2 separate regions of the Rattus norvegicus genome follow, and region 1 is linked to region 2. Evidence: chromatin contacts called from public Hi-C data. All regions are on one chromosome and are shown on one strand. The core of a region is the stretch at or near the end of the contact, and the rest is flanking DNA. Distances in the headings are between cores, read along the strand shown. Region 1 overlaps Slc25a48 (solute carrier family 25, member 48). Region 2 has its middle 45 kb from the start of Tgfbi.

Region 1 (6,572 bases), core at 1,417-3,916, 180 kb after region 2:
GTGCTTCGTTTCTATAAGCGTGAAAGTCGAAGCTTTCTAGGTTGGAGATGTTCCCAAGATCCTTCAGCTGGGGAAAACTTAGGAGCAGAGAGCCACTTCCAGCTGGTTCTGTTTGCCAAGCCATCCATCCTTCTGCCTACCCTGCTCCGTTGCTCTCCTATCTGTGTAAGATTTCTACACTACTTCCTCTGACAGCCCGAGGGTCAAATGGGTTCACCACAGCCCCAGGGCACAGTCACTTATCCAGCAAGCAAAGGTCAGAAAGGGTTCAGATTTCAGGCTCTTTTGTCCTTTCAAAAGTTAATGCACAATTCACGCGCCACTCCTTACATAACACAAACAGCAGGACCTGGGGCGAAAATTCTGTAATTAAACACATCAATATTCTGCTGCAGAACCCAAGAACATTTACACGGATAGGCCGGGGTTTACAGCCCAACGAGTCACAACAACCTTGAGTTGGCTGAGCTGTTTGGGTTTCGGGATGGAGATAAGGGATTGGGGAACTGTGTGAACAAAACAGCTTTGCTCTGACTTGGGGCTCACTTACGGTCCCTCTGGCTCTGGGTCATCTCCAGGAGGAACAGAGGCGTCTGCAGCTCCCTGACTGGCTGGCTACATGGCAACCTGGGTGGTTTCCCCTCCATCTGGGTTTTCTGAGTCTGACTACTCACTGTGGTTTGCTGACTGCATTCATTCAGGATCTCAGGGAGGGGCGGATGCTGGTGGTTGGGGTGGTCTCAGAAGACAACACTAGCTACTGCTAGGGGGAGGGGCCAAGCAATAGAAACTGAGGCTTGCTGCCACATCAAAACCACCTGCCAGCCTGGTGCTTTCCCTGGCCTGACTGTAAAGTTGAGTAAGAAAAGATTCACTCCTGCAGACACAGTTCAAGAATGGCACACCTGAGGTGAGGAGGGCACACCTGGGGTGAGGAGGGTACACCTGGGGTGAGGAGGGTACACCTGGGGTGAAGAGGACACACCTGGAGTGAGGTGGGCTCACCTGGGGTGAGGAGGGTACACCTGGGGCGAGGAGGGTACACCTGGGGCGAGGAGGGCACACCTGGGATAAGGAGGGCACACCTGGGGTGAGGAGGGCACACCTGGGGTGAGGAGGGTACACCTGGGGCGAGGAGGGCACACCTGGGGTGAGAAGGGCACACCTTGGGTGAGGAGAGCTCACCTGGAGCACTTGTTCCTCTTTCCTGGGCATCAGGCAGAAATAAGAGTGACTTGTAGGATAGTGAGTTGGATCCTCACGTTGACCTCCTGAGGTACCCACTAACAGTTGTGTATACTTCTCACTGCATAAATGAGAACTGAGGCCCAGAAGCACATTGTTCAAATGGATCAGATGCTACCCTGTGCAGGGGGCTAAGCCCCTGGGCAGATTTGTTGCAGGAACCCAGAGAATACAGCAGGGTATCCCGGTCTCAGAATCTCAAGTCACCTCCAGGGGTAAAGGGGCCATCTCGAGTTGACCATTTCACTCAGGATGCCTAAATTTTCCCCAGAAGTGGCAAAATCACACCCGAGACCCACTCCTGGCTATTGGATAGAATGGGGCTTGGTGGGGGAAGGAGAAGTGGCGCGGGCTGGGGGGAGGGGAAGGACAGTTAAATTTAGGTAGAAAATGAAAACAGTTGCACCTGTGTCCCCAGCGCCCAAGGACACGGTTTGATGACTCAGCAACCATAATAAGCATGCAGGGGAAGGTAGAACTGAGGCAGGAGCGCGGAACACCGATCTTTTAAGACTTGGGTTACCTAACCCAGTGGGCCCCTCCATGCCCAGGGGAATCAAGCCCAGTGGGCCCTCTCTATGCTCAGCCAGTGGCCAGAAGCCATACTTCTCTGGATGTACAGCTCCCTGGACTTCACAACTGAATCACGTGCTTCCGGAATCTTCTTTGACAACAGCTTAGCAGAGAGGATTCTGGGAGTTAGAACACGGACCAATAGCCCATCCTGTGTCCGGAGCATGCGAAGATCTATTCAGTATCGGCATCTATCCCATTCCAAAGCATGCTTATGAAGACACAAAGGAGCAGTTATGATGCTCAGAGTTTCACATGGTCCGGGCCCAGGGTACACAGACCCAGCCACCCTTTGTCAACCTCCAGACAAAAGCTAACAGCCCCGGATCAGAGAGGAAGACTGTGGTTTTTTTTTACAGACGAGGAGAACTTAAGCCCAAGCAGCAGAACGTGTCGAGATCATGCAGATAGACACCGAGGTTGAAACCCAAGGGAAGGACCACACCCTGGGGCACCGAGAACAAAGATTGGGAGGGAAGTGCCCAGGACCCAAGCGCTCCCAGAACAGTCACCAGCTAGCAGGCACCCTCAGGATTTAGTTGACACTCTGCTGCCACCAAGTGGCAATTCTATGGCATATCAGCCAAACAGGCTTTTGAGAAATAATGTTTCCGGTCCTCAAAGCGACCGGCAAGACTGAAAACTAACTTCCAATGACTCTAAGATACCACCTTCCTCTCCACTCTCGTTTTCTCATGAGCACACGGGTTTTCCTAAGGACTGTACAGCACGTGATGTCACAGACAAGCAGAAGGGCTTCCAACTGCCCCTTAGTCATTCACTACAGAGGAGTGAACTCTCTGCCTAGCCAGGAGTACACAATGGGAGATCCTGATTGGCCTCTGAAAATACCACTCCTTCAACCCAACTGTGCAGCCTAGGCAGGCACTAGTGCATGCCTGCTTGACACATCCTGGGATGGGATAGAGGAGGCACTCTGGGTCCATCCTGTAACATACCAGGAGCACAGCACCTCACCAAGACCCTCAGTACCTGCCCGTGATGCTGAAGTGGGGGTTGGGCCAGCCTCTTCCTGTTAAGGAGTCTAGTAAACTAGCACGAAAGCTTTGCCGGAGCTCCTCCACTCTTCCCTTGAGTCGGTGCCTGCACACAGCAGGGGCTCAACACAGGTGATCACTAAGTGACCACAAGCCCATCGGCTCAGATCTAGCCAAGGGACTTTGAGCTTCAAGAGCTGTGAAGGGTGGGCTTGGAGAGCATTCTGAGGAAGCACCTGTGATCTACACTGAAAATGGTCATGTCGGCCTCTAGGGGGCAGTTGTGATTTGGTGCTTGGTTTGGGGCAAACCAAGGAAGATCTTAAAACGTTTGTTTTTTACATGGCTGTGAAGACAGTTCCCTCACTGGGGTTTAAGACCACCCTGGACCACATTTCTGCTTGGCTGGTGGCGACTGCGCAGGTGACAATGTGAGGCAGGACTCTGAAGCCACATTCAGCAGTGTGCTGAGAAGGGCTCTGGGGTGCAGTAGGCGTGGCTGCTGCAGGCGCAGAGCCGGAAGTGACATCATGGACGCGCGCCACGGAAGAGCAAGGTTATCTCCTATGTGGCTCCCATAGGTGGTAAGGTAGAAGCACAAAGTCACACTGGGAAGCAGACTGCATTTTATTGGGATTTCCACGTAGAAGTCACGCCCACAGAACACCCGCCCCTGTGAGCTCTGGCTGCCATCTGCGGCTCAGGCATGACACCAACACATCACCCGCTCAGGCTTGGGAGCAAATCTTTGGATTTTCCTCCCCTGTATGTTTCTTTCCAGACACTGAACCCTCCCTTCCCAACTTGAGGACCACGAAGAAAATGACACATGCTAACCTCCCCACCCCTCTTAGTTAAGCTGGTTTCTTCTGGCAGCATCTCCAAAGACCTAAACTGAAGAGAGAGGAGGGTGACCAAGGTCTCTCAGAAGTCAGGTAGGGCGCTACGTATACAGAAACAACCCTAAGGACTTTTCTGTGCTTTTGATTGAGGAGTGCAAGTCTATGCTGGGTTTCCAACATCCGTGGGCACAGAATGTTTTTGCCTCTCTTTCTCAGGTTCTAACCCAGAGCTGAAAGAGATGATGGCTGCCTGACCCATGTATGGTCTGCTGTTTCCCACCAGCACTTGGACTCTGGAGAGAAAGTCTGCAGTCATGAAGGAAGGGACTCGAAGCTCGGGATGATGGCTGTGTCCCACCTGGCACCGGACGGAGACGGCTGGGTCTTCCTACTCTCCAGTAATGCACCCTTGCTGGCTCTACGGGCGCTGCAATCGCAGCCTGCAGCGGGGTGAGGCCTGCTCAGATTACGGTGGCGCAGAGAGGAGAGAGGGTGCATAAAGAATGCTCTTTTTGAGTTGTGGCCAGCAGGATCTAGGCTTGGACACACCCACATGGAGATGGGTCTTGTGCCACAGTCGGTCAGGAAGGCTGTCTGGGATTGTTTGTAAATGCTCAAACGAGGTGTCACGGGAAGAACGCATCTCCTTTCTTTGGTTATGAAGCGCCTTGTAAACAGAAAGTAGGCTCCCAGGTCTGGAGTACACACACCAGGTCAGAGGATAGAACAGCTCTGTTCTAGGAGGGTTCTGGTACCAGGATCCTGAAGGGGAAGGGGCTGATGACTCACGAGGAAACCTGAGGACGGCTTACGAGTGACTGCGACCTTCTTCCTCAAGCCATCCCCATGACAAAATAACCGCCCCACAGGGTTCTCACTGAGTTTCACCTCTCTGCTATGAGTACCACAGAAGGAAACAAAACTAGGGGCAGATGGGAAGGAAGGTGCCGCCTCCCCAAACCTCTAGGGAACTGTGCCCTCCATGCTAGGCATATATTCTGAAAGGATTTTTATTGACCCTTGTGCCTGGGCCTCTGGAGACAGTCCTCATCCCACCATTTCTTAGGGCCTGCTGTGAGTGTTCCAGGGTTATCTGAGATACACTGTCTCCTCCATTTGGGGGACCAGATGAGAAGGCTGGCATTGTTGTTCACGTCTTCAGAGAGTTCGTGACTCTGCCACATAGACTGTGGCCTGCTCCAAACCTTTGTAAGTTAAAAGCCAGGCTTGCTAGAGGACCTGGGGTCCATGGCTCCTGGTTAGAGCAGGATATTAAACACCTTGTTCCAGACAATGCTGCTGGGGTCACTCCTTCCCAACTGAGGTAGCGTCTTCCTATTCCCCAACCCCATTACTGCCCTTAGAGGGATTTTTTTGGTTTGTTTTTGGTTTTTTTCCTAAGGAGACGTGTTTCCCAGCCCTTTGCAAGAGAAAAGACATTCAGAAAGCAAAGTTCTGGCGGGCTCAGCTACAGCTCTCAGATGCCACGAGTTGGCTCTCTGGTAACTTCCCCCAGCCTCCTTAAAGAGCCAGTGGCCAAGAGCGGCCTAGTACGACAGCTAGGACAAGTGCCCAGTCACTCCGGGATCTGAGGTCTGTGTTCCAAAGCCATTTTGTAGCTGAAGAGTTAACCACGGGACGTGGACGTGGTTCTGGGCCATTAGGCAGGATGGCGGTGGCTGTCCTGTACAAAGCCAGCTCTGGGTTTCAGGCTGCAGCTGGACCTTACGGTGAACACAGGGATTCTTGCTTTACTCTTTCTGTTGTTTCTGTGTTTTCCTACAATACAAACATACATTGGCTTTGTTACAGGATTTAAAACATTGATCTTTTTCCCCTTGTTGGCTTTGGGGGGGGGGCAGGGAATGTCTGGGCACAGCATTAGGCATGAAACTGTGGTCCTGCTCAGCCCTGCCTTGTCCCAGACTTCATCCAAAACCAAGGGTGCTCCACCGAGAGCTTTAATTTTGCGAAACATGTTACTACTCCCTTTTAATTTTATATAAAGGGGGCAAAGAGCCGGGGAAGCTGTGAGTGCTGGAATCCTAGTGCAAAGCCACAGAGGTTTATTTAAGGTCAGCTTCTAGGTCCCCTGTGGTCAGCCCAGCTGACGGCCCTCTGTGCTTGCAACTAGGACCTGGCGTGTTGTGCTGCACTTCCCAGCAGCCCCTGGGGCATGGGGTTGGAAGGCAGTACTCAGGCCTCTAGGCTTCCCTGATGGTGGCCTTCCTCCTCAGTAGAATTGGTTATCACAGAGGCAGAGTAACAGGCTTTCTGCCTGATATGAAAGTCCAGTGACTGATCCTTCCATTTTCTGAGCTTGGCAAGGGACAAATCTGAGCCCAGGAAGGAGCAGCAGCAGCAGGAGGGAAGGGCAGTATCGCCATCAGGAAAAAGGTGGAGAGAGGAGACCTACTGTGCGGGGACATCCACTGGGAAGAACAGAGGGCAACCAAGGCAGCTAGGGGGCCTGTAGTGGGCAGAACACATCTCAGCGAAGAAATCAAGCTGCCTTCCTGGAGGAGGAGACCTACGAGTAGCCTTGGAGGACAAACAGCTATCGTCACCAAGACCAAGACAGAGTTGGCTCAAGGCACCATGGGAACACACAGGGAACAGGGGGTGAAGGGAGAAGGAGAAGGGGGTGTTCAGGATGAGGGGAGGCTAGCTGGAGGATGAGGTGGCAACATGGATTGATTCCCAAGAACTGCTGAGAGCATCTGAACAAGATGTCGGCTGTGCAGAGCTATACTGATCCTTCCCTGTGAGAAAGGAAAAGAGAAGACCTGTGTTGTAAGTGGCCTGTCCTTCAGAGCTTTGTAAAGGAGTAAATCAGGCTTAGTCAGAAGTTGGGAGACGGCCTTGTGTAGGCACGGGGTGGCATGGGGTCAGTGTCTGCAGATCAGACATCACT
Region 2 (7,357 bases), core at 1,255-3,754:
CATCAGCACGATCTGGGAGGCCATAACGCAGCCACACCAGAAGCTTACCCCCAGCGTGATGATGACTCAGACGGTCACGCATGTAGTCCTCCACGGTCCTTCAAAGCTGATGTAGGTCTAAGGCCCTCACTCTGAGGCCATGTGCAATTACAGCAAAATTGCGTACAACTGGTTAGGGGGAGTGGCTGGGTACTCAGCTGAGGAAACCACGACCCTCCCATGGCTCCTTGTATGAGGAAAGCTCAATAGTCAGCAAGCCCAGCTGTGATCATCTTTAGCAAGCAGGCCCAGCTGAACATGGTGGCAGTCATGAGCATGGCTTTACAGAAGAGTCTCATTTCCTCACTCCCCTCTCCACAGGGAGGGTTTTCAACAGAAAACCAACCTGTTTGCAGACACTCTGTTTTCAGCTCAGGGTTGTAATGGATGAGGTGGGTTTTAGATACTTCTCGATCGCTGTGAAGAAACCATGACCAAGGCAACTTAGAAAAGAAAGCGTTTAGTCAGGAGCTTGCTTACAGTTTTGTGAATCCATTGACATTGTGGCAAGGAGCATGGTAGCAGGAAGGTATGGCACTGGAGCAGTAGGTAGAGTTTACACCCTGATCCGCAAATTGGGGGGCAGAGAGGAGAGAGGGACAGAGAGACAGAGAGAGACACAAAGAGAAAGACAGAGGAGAGGAGAGGAGAGGAGGGGAGGGGAGGGGAGGGGAGGAGAGGAGAGGAGAGGAGGAGAGGAGAGGAGAGGAGAGGAGAGGAGAGGAGAGGAGAGGAGAGGAGAGGAGAGGAGAGGAGAGGAGAGGAGAGGAGAGGAGAGGAGAGGAGAGGAGACTGGGCCTGGTGTCAAGTTTGGAAACTTCAAAGCCCAACCCAGTGACACACTTCTTCCAACAAAGCCACACACCCAAATCCTTCCCTAACAGTTCCCCGAGCTAGGACCAAACATTCGAATACATGAACCTTTTGGGGTCATCCTCATCCAACTTCCACAGGGCACTCACTGTGAATATTCACATATGAGATTTTGTTTTACTCAAACTTCAATTTTTAGATTTTTTTTATGAGCGTTTTGCCTTCATGTGCGTGTATCACATGAATGCCTGGTACCCTAAGAAGAGGGTGTCTGGTCCCCTGGAACTGGAGTTATGGATGGTGGTGAGCCCTGATGGGATGCCTGGGAACCCAGACTGGGTCCTCTGCAGAAATGACAAGTGCTCTGAACCCCTGAGACTCTCCAACCCTGCCAGTGCTTTCTTTTGAGTAAATATCGTATAGTGGGGTGACTGGATCACACTGCAGTGTGTTTAGCTTTTTAAGGAACCGCCAAACTGTTAATACAAAGTGGAGGCGCTGTGTAACACCCCCAGTGAGGGAGGCAGGGAAAACCACCAAAGCTCTGCTCTGTTACTCACAGCAGCCAGAGGCACTCTCCTCAATTTTAGGGACCTTGATTCAGGCCAAACAGGGATTGGTGGCTTCAGCATAATATTTCGGGACTGAGCAGTGTGAAGCAGAGTTTGCATTTTATTAAAGAGAGAGGCCGAAGAGGAGAGACATGGTACAGGCGTCTCAAACAAGAGGGTGCGCTTGTAACAGAAGCGGCTCTACCATTGCGCCCTCCCTGCTAATCCAGGCGCTCGGGACAATGCCTCTGGATAGTTCGTGGGCATGTAAGGCAGAGCAGAAAACAGAAAGCCCGGAAGATGCGTCCTGCCGTACCCATAGCGAGTCTCCACGTCAGTACTGGATCTGCTGGTTAACTTCATACGTTTATCCATTCACTTAACATCTGTTAGTTCTGTTTACTGCCGTGCACTGTGGCAGGCATCGGAGAAGTAAGTATTCTCTGTCCTCAGGATACTGCATTGTGCCCAGGAGGCAGTGTTTGGGCGTGTTCAGGTGACTTCCGGATAGCCGAGTAGGACACAGGAGCCGGGCAGTGTAGAGCAGAGAGAAGATGCCACAGGAAGTGGTAAAGAAAGGGATGGGGGTGGGGGGGAGCCAGCACAAGGACTCGCGAAAGCAGTGGTGTTGCAGCAGAGCAAGGGCAGAGAAGAGTGGTGCCCGGGACTGTGGGACATGCAGGCTGGTACCGCTCATGCGCCCGGCGCCAGTTCATGCAGCCACTGCTGTTTGGATTGGCTTCAAAGACTCTAAGGCGGTCCTTCAGAGTTGAGTACGGAGAACTAGGGTTTCCGGTTCCCATATATGGGGGATTTTTCTTAAGGTGCAGAGATATTTGCCCACCAGGGGGAGCACCTGAGATGCACAGCTGGCCCCGGCCTTCCTGCTGCTAATTAGTCTGAAACCCAGGCTTCCCTCAGCCTCCGCCAGCCCCAAGGCCAGGGCCAGATGAGGCAAGTCAGGGAAGGGGATTGAGGATGGAGAACAGGAAAAATGGGAGTTTCTTCCTGATAACAAAGTCCGTAGTATGCCCGGCTGCCTGAGCTGAGAAATTTCAGACGCTGCGATTAGCAGGTACCAACAACAGCGCCATCTTCCTGTACTCTCGGGGACCAATTATAAGGCCTCCTAAATGCCAGGATTCCCTGGTCGGAGTCTGTCCTTCCTGTGCTGGGTTTCTGACTGTCTGGCATCCCTTGGCTCTTTATTCTCATTTGGACTATTGGCAGTGCGATTCGTCTTCTTAACTTGCTCAATGGTTGATAATTTACTTTGGACAGCTATGAGACTTGCTAAGGTCTACACTGGCCACTCAATCTCTGGATCCTATACTGAAGTCTTTATTTTCAGTCCCATATGCCTGGGGACAAAGCAAACACCCTGGAGGCAGAGATGCTGGAAAATTCACAGTGGGGGCAGTCAAACCTTGGTACTTGCTTATATTAGCGAGGGTTTCCATTGCTATGAAGAGACGCCATCACCGTAGCGATGCTTCTGAAAGCAAGCATTTCATTGGGGTCTCTTACACTTAGAGGTTTAGTTCCTTATCGCCACGACAGCAAGCAGAGTGAGTGGGGTATAGGCAGACACAATGCTGGAGAGGAGCTGAGAGTTCTTCTTCTGGATCTGCAGGCACAGAGAGAGAGAGAGAGAGAGAGAGAGAGAGAGAGAGAGAGAGAGAGAGAGAGACTGAATTTGGCTTGAACATTTGAAACCCCAAAGCACAACTCCAGTGACACACTTCCTTCAACAAGGCCACACCTCCTAATAGTGCCATTTCCTGGTGACATTCAAACATACAAGCCTTTGGGGGGCCATTCCTATACAAACCACCACAGAAGTATTTTTTAATCGTGTGTGTGTGTGTGTGTGTGTGTGTGTGTGTGCATGCGCATGTGCGCGCACACACGCACGTGTCAGTCATGGCTCTCGTGTGGAGGTCAGAAGATAGGTCAGGGCTGGAGAGATGGCTCAGTGGTTAAGAGCACCGACTGCTCTTCCAGAGGTCCTGAGTTCAATTCCCAGCAACCACATGGTGGCTCACAACCATCTGTAATGGATGCAATTCTCTCTTCTGGTGCGTCTGAAGACAGTGACAGTGCACTCACATAAAAACAAATAAATAAATCTTTAAAAAAAAGATAGGTCAGGCACAGGACTTGCTTCTCACCTTGTTTGAGACAGGACTCTTCCACCTCCCTGTGGGGACACAGGTCATACTTTCATGTCACCCAATGTGGTTTCTGGAGATTCAAACTCAGGTCCTTGTGCTCTTACATCAATGGCTTTGCCCACCGAACCACCACCCCAACCTGCCACACAGCGTTTTGGTTATACTGAGGACCTGACTGACAATCCCAGGGTGAGACCTCCCCCCAGTGCAGCCAGCCTGGATTTTCCTGTAATTCTAATAAAAGAACCAAGTTCCTTCCTCCCTGTCCCGTGTCTGTGCTGCCACATGTGGGATGCTGAGAGGTCTCCCCACCCCCACCCCCTGCTTTACTTGTTTCCTTTCTTGTATTCTGCACACCCTCCAGATATTCCATGAGATTTGTCTTCACTTGTGTAACATGGACATATCACTCGGGGGCAGAGGCTTTCTACAGTGGCGGTGGCTACACCGTCTAGGGTCCACTAGGCCAGATTGTTTGCTAAGATACGTGAGTTAATACTCATGGACTCATCCATTTGTTTCCTATATTAAACTCTTGTCCTGATCATGTCTAGTAGAACTTGCCTGTCCCCAGGATCTTAGGATCTGTGTGAGATAGGCCAAGTTGCTATGTTGAGGTGGAGAGCTCTTACTCTGCCCAGAAAGCCCCTGGAACTCCAGTGAGACAGTGCAAAGTGGGGCAGGAGGGTGCAGTGTAGGGAGCATGGTGCAGTGTTGGGAGCACCTCCCAAGGCTACCTCAGCACCAATTCCTCTCCACTCTAAATCCCTCTGCAGTTGCTAGAACGCTGTCCAACCTTGCTGACAAGCCTTGATTGGGCTGGCCAATGGTATCCCACTTGTCTGAGCATGCAGTCTAGTCTCCAGTGTCACAGAACAGTCACATATGGTCGTCTTGATTGTGAGTCTTCAGGCCTCTGCCTGTGCCCTGCTGTGTTGCGCCTGGACGCACCTGTGGCTGTACGTGGGGATGAGAGATGGTTCTCTACCCTCTACCTGAGCAGACACGACACCATCAAACAGAGGCTCAAGGGACAAACACCCTCTCACCCTCACTCCCAGTCCAGACCTTGGACTTTGTAAAGGAGGGAGACTAATGCAAGAGACACCTGAACTGGCTGCTGCTGCCATCAAAGTGAGCGGGTAGGAGACTTCAACCTGGCGTCTTTCTCAAGCCTCATTTTCTAATTATTCTTGGTGAACACACAGTGGCAAAGAGAACGGAGCAGACAAGGAGTCCTAACTGCCGTGTGGAGGAGGGTTTCCAGCAGGCAGCACCCAGGGACCTCCTAAAGGCCAAGTTGACAATTGAGATTACTCATCACCTGCCTCCCCTCAGAAATGAAACACAGCACTCGCTCGCCTTCTCCCGCCTCCCCCAGCTATGTCTCCTCCTGGCAACAATCCAAGTTTTGGGTCCCCCATGGCTAAGCATTGCTTTCTGCTCTTCTCTCAGACACCTTTCCTTTCCTTCCTTCCTTCCTTCCTTCCTTCCTTCCTTCCTTCCTTCCTCCCTCCCTCCCTCCCTCCCTCCCTCCCTTCCTTCCTTCCTTTCTTTTTCTTTCTTTTGTCAAAGAAAATATGACTTTTATTTACTGCTTTACAAATTTTGCCTACAGAAAAACACTTGAAATATTTTAAAACAATATTTTAAAAGGCAATAACATTTTATATTCATGCCCGTAAACAATGCAAGATGTCATCTGAAGACCTCATTCGTGTCGGGAGGTCGCACGACTCCTTCGGCTCTAAGGATGAAGGCTTTACAAAATTTCACCAAAGCAGTATCAGAAATCTCACACTGTGGACGACCTGCCTAAGGGATGCTCTAAGGGCAATGCCTCCAGGAGTCTTCCCACCACAGCTAAGTAGTACCCTGTGGGTGGGCTTTGAAGACAACATTCGGCCCCATGAGGCTCACGACTGCCTGTACTCCAGGGGATCCAGCGCCCTCTTCTGGCCTCCACAGGCACCTACTCAAGGCTACACACACACACACACACACACACACCAATGTCTTGTTCCAGTGACATTTGAGGCTGGAGAAACCAGAACTCTTAAGCCCCTCCCATCCACCTCATCTGGTCTTTCCTTGGCCCCATCTCAGGACATGGCAACACAGCCCAACTGGCTGGTTATGTCAGAAATTTAGACCCTCTCTGTGCTTCTCCTCCTCCACCGTTCCCACTCCCAGCTGATATATTATTAAGCCTCACTGGCTCTATTTCTCTAATGTGCCCTGAATGCAGTCAGTGCTGGTGGTAACTGTTGAATTGCGGGCACATGAACCCAGACTCCATCTCTTTCCCTGGGACACTGGTAGCCTTGCTCCGGGACTCCCTGCCTTCCTTTAGCAGCACCAAGCTCATGATGCAGCGGAACCATTTTCTGTTACAGAAAAGGCAAGACACTGTGCAAAGGTCCTGGGGTCATATTAGTATGCAGACATTAGCTGGTATGGAGGGATATGGGGAGATAAACTGAACTAATCTGAATCCCTAACTGAAATCCCCTGCCACACATACCCCAAGGATGGCTAGGAACACACTAGGGAAACATCTCAATGCTCAGGCCTTGGGCCGGAAACTGTTGGAGCGTGACCCAGCTCCCACTGGGTGCCTCCTGTGCACGACTCTTCAAGTCCCCTCCATTTCAGACTTGATTCTTTTTTTTTTTTTTTTTCTTTTTTCCGGAGCTGGGGACCGAACCCAGGGCCTTGCGCTTCCTAGGCAAGCGCTCTACCACTAAGCTAAATCCCCAACCCCCCATTTCAGACTTGAAACTGAAGCTCTGGTGACTCCACTTTTCTTTCTTTTCACCATTCTGTGAAGAGCTCACTGTCAGCTCTTAAAAGTGGTTGGGACTGTGCCCTGCTGCACGATGGCTCCTCATGCTGGTGTCCTGGTTTCTAAAGGCTTCTGCGGGCATCACTAGGCCAAGCAGTGGCACTTTAAACCTCACGTCGCTTAGATCACAGGAGGTAGGGAGCTGGAAGGCTCAGCCTGCACTCCAGGAAAACACAGGAGGCTACTTTTTGCTGCCTCCACCCCTATGGCCCAGGGACCTTGTTTTCCTTCCCAGCACTTTCCACATTCCACTATAACTGGGTGCCCTGAATACAGTGCTGAGCTGCAGCTCAGACCACCATAGACCTTTTGGACTCTGCATTTTAAAGATCCTTTGAGGGCAGGGTGGAGAGACAGCTCAGTAGTTAAGAACATGTGTTGTTTTGGCAGAGGGCCTGGGTTCAGTTCCCAGCACCGTGTAGTGTCTCTGAACCACCTGTAACTCCAGTTCCAGGGACCCCAATGCCTTCTTCTGATTTCTGTGGGCACCAGGCATGCATGTGGTGCACATAAAGCACATACATACATACATATATACATACATACATGTATAAATGTAGGCAATACACTAATACATGTAGAATAAAATATAATATTTTTTAAAAAGGAGATCCTTTGGAAACTATAGACCTCTCCCCTCCCAGGTCATACCCAATCACCTTGTACAGGGTGGGATACTGACCTATGACCTCTGGGGTGGGTGTGGTTGGTTGTGATGGAGTATTCAGCCTCAGCAGGGTGGGAATTCTGCTTGGGCAGGAGAAATGGAGATGCTAGACTACACTTACCCTACACTGTCATCGGGTGCTGGGCTTGTGGGAAAGGCCAACACACTGCTCAGGGCATAGGGGAATGGGGTTGGGAACTCAGCCCATATGGGAAAGTACATGGGCTGAGGTCAAAGCTGGGTTTGTCTGACTCCTGGACACCTAGTC

The links. A called contact is a pair of places that touch in the nucleus more often than the background predicts.
Region 1: a Hi-C map of the A7r5 cell line shows a contact between it and region 2, with 9 times the contacts expected there. The contact joins two enhancer-like sites. A contact is called at or near these places in 7 of 12 Hi-C or Micro-C datasets (the A7r5 cell line, Schwann cells, frontal cortex and 3 more).

The regions. Positions count from the first base shown.
Region 1 is chr17:8,121,790-8,128,361 of GRCr8, forward strand. It overlaps Slc25a48 (solute carrier family 25, member 48), which reads right to left. Exons shown (of 9, transcript XR_010059371.1): 8 at 1,852-5,437. Among named protein-coding and RNA genes, the nearest start is that of Il9, 8.0 kb to the left of the region's middle. Within about 2 kb of position 2,667, at least 3 of the 93 cell types and tissues checked have an H3K27ac peak or open chromatin away from gene starts, as enhancers often do. A contact at or near this core is called in the A7r5 cell line, where this site is marked.
Region 2 is chr17:7,941,522-7,948,878 of GRCr8, forward strand. No RefSeq gene overlaps it. Among named protein-coding and RNA genes, the nearest start is that of Tgfbi, 45 kb to the right of the region's middle. Within about 2 kb of position 2,505, at least 65 of the 93 cell types and tissues checked have an H3K27ac peak or open chromatin away from gene starts, as enhancers often do. A contact at or near this core is called in the A7r5 cell line, where this site is marked.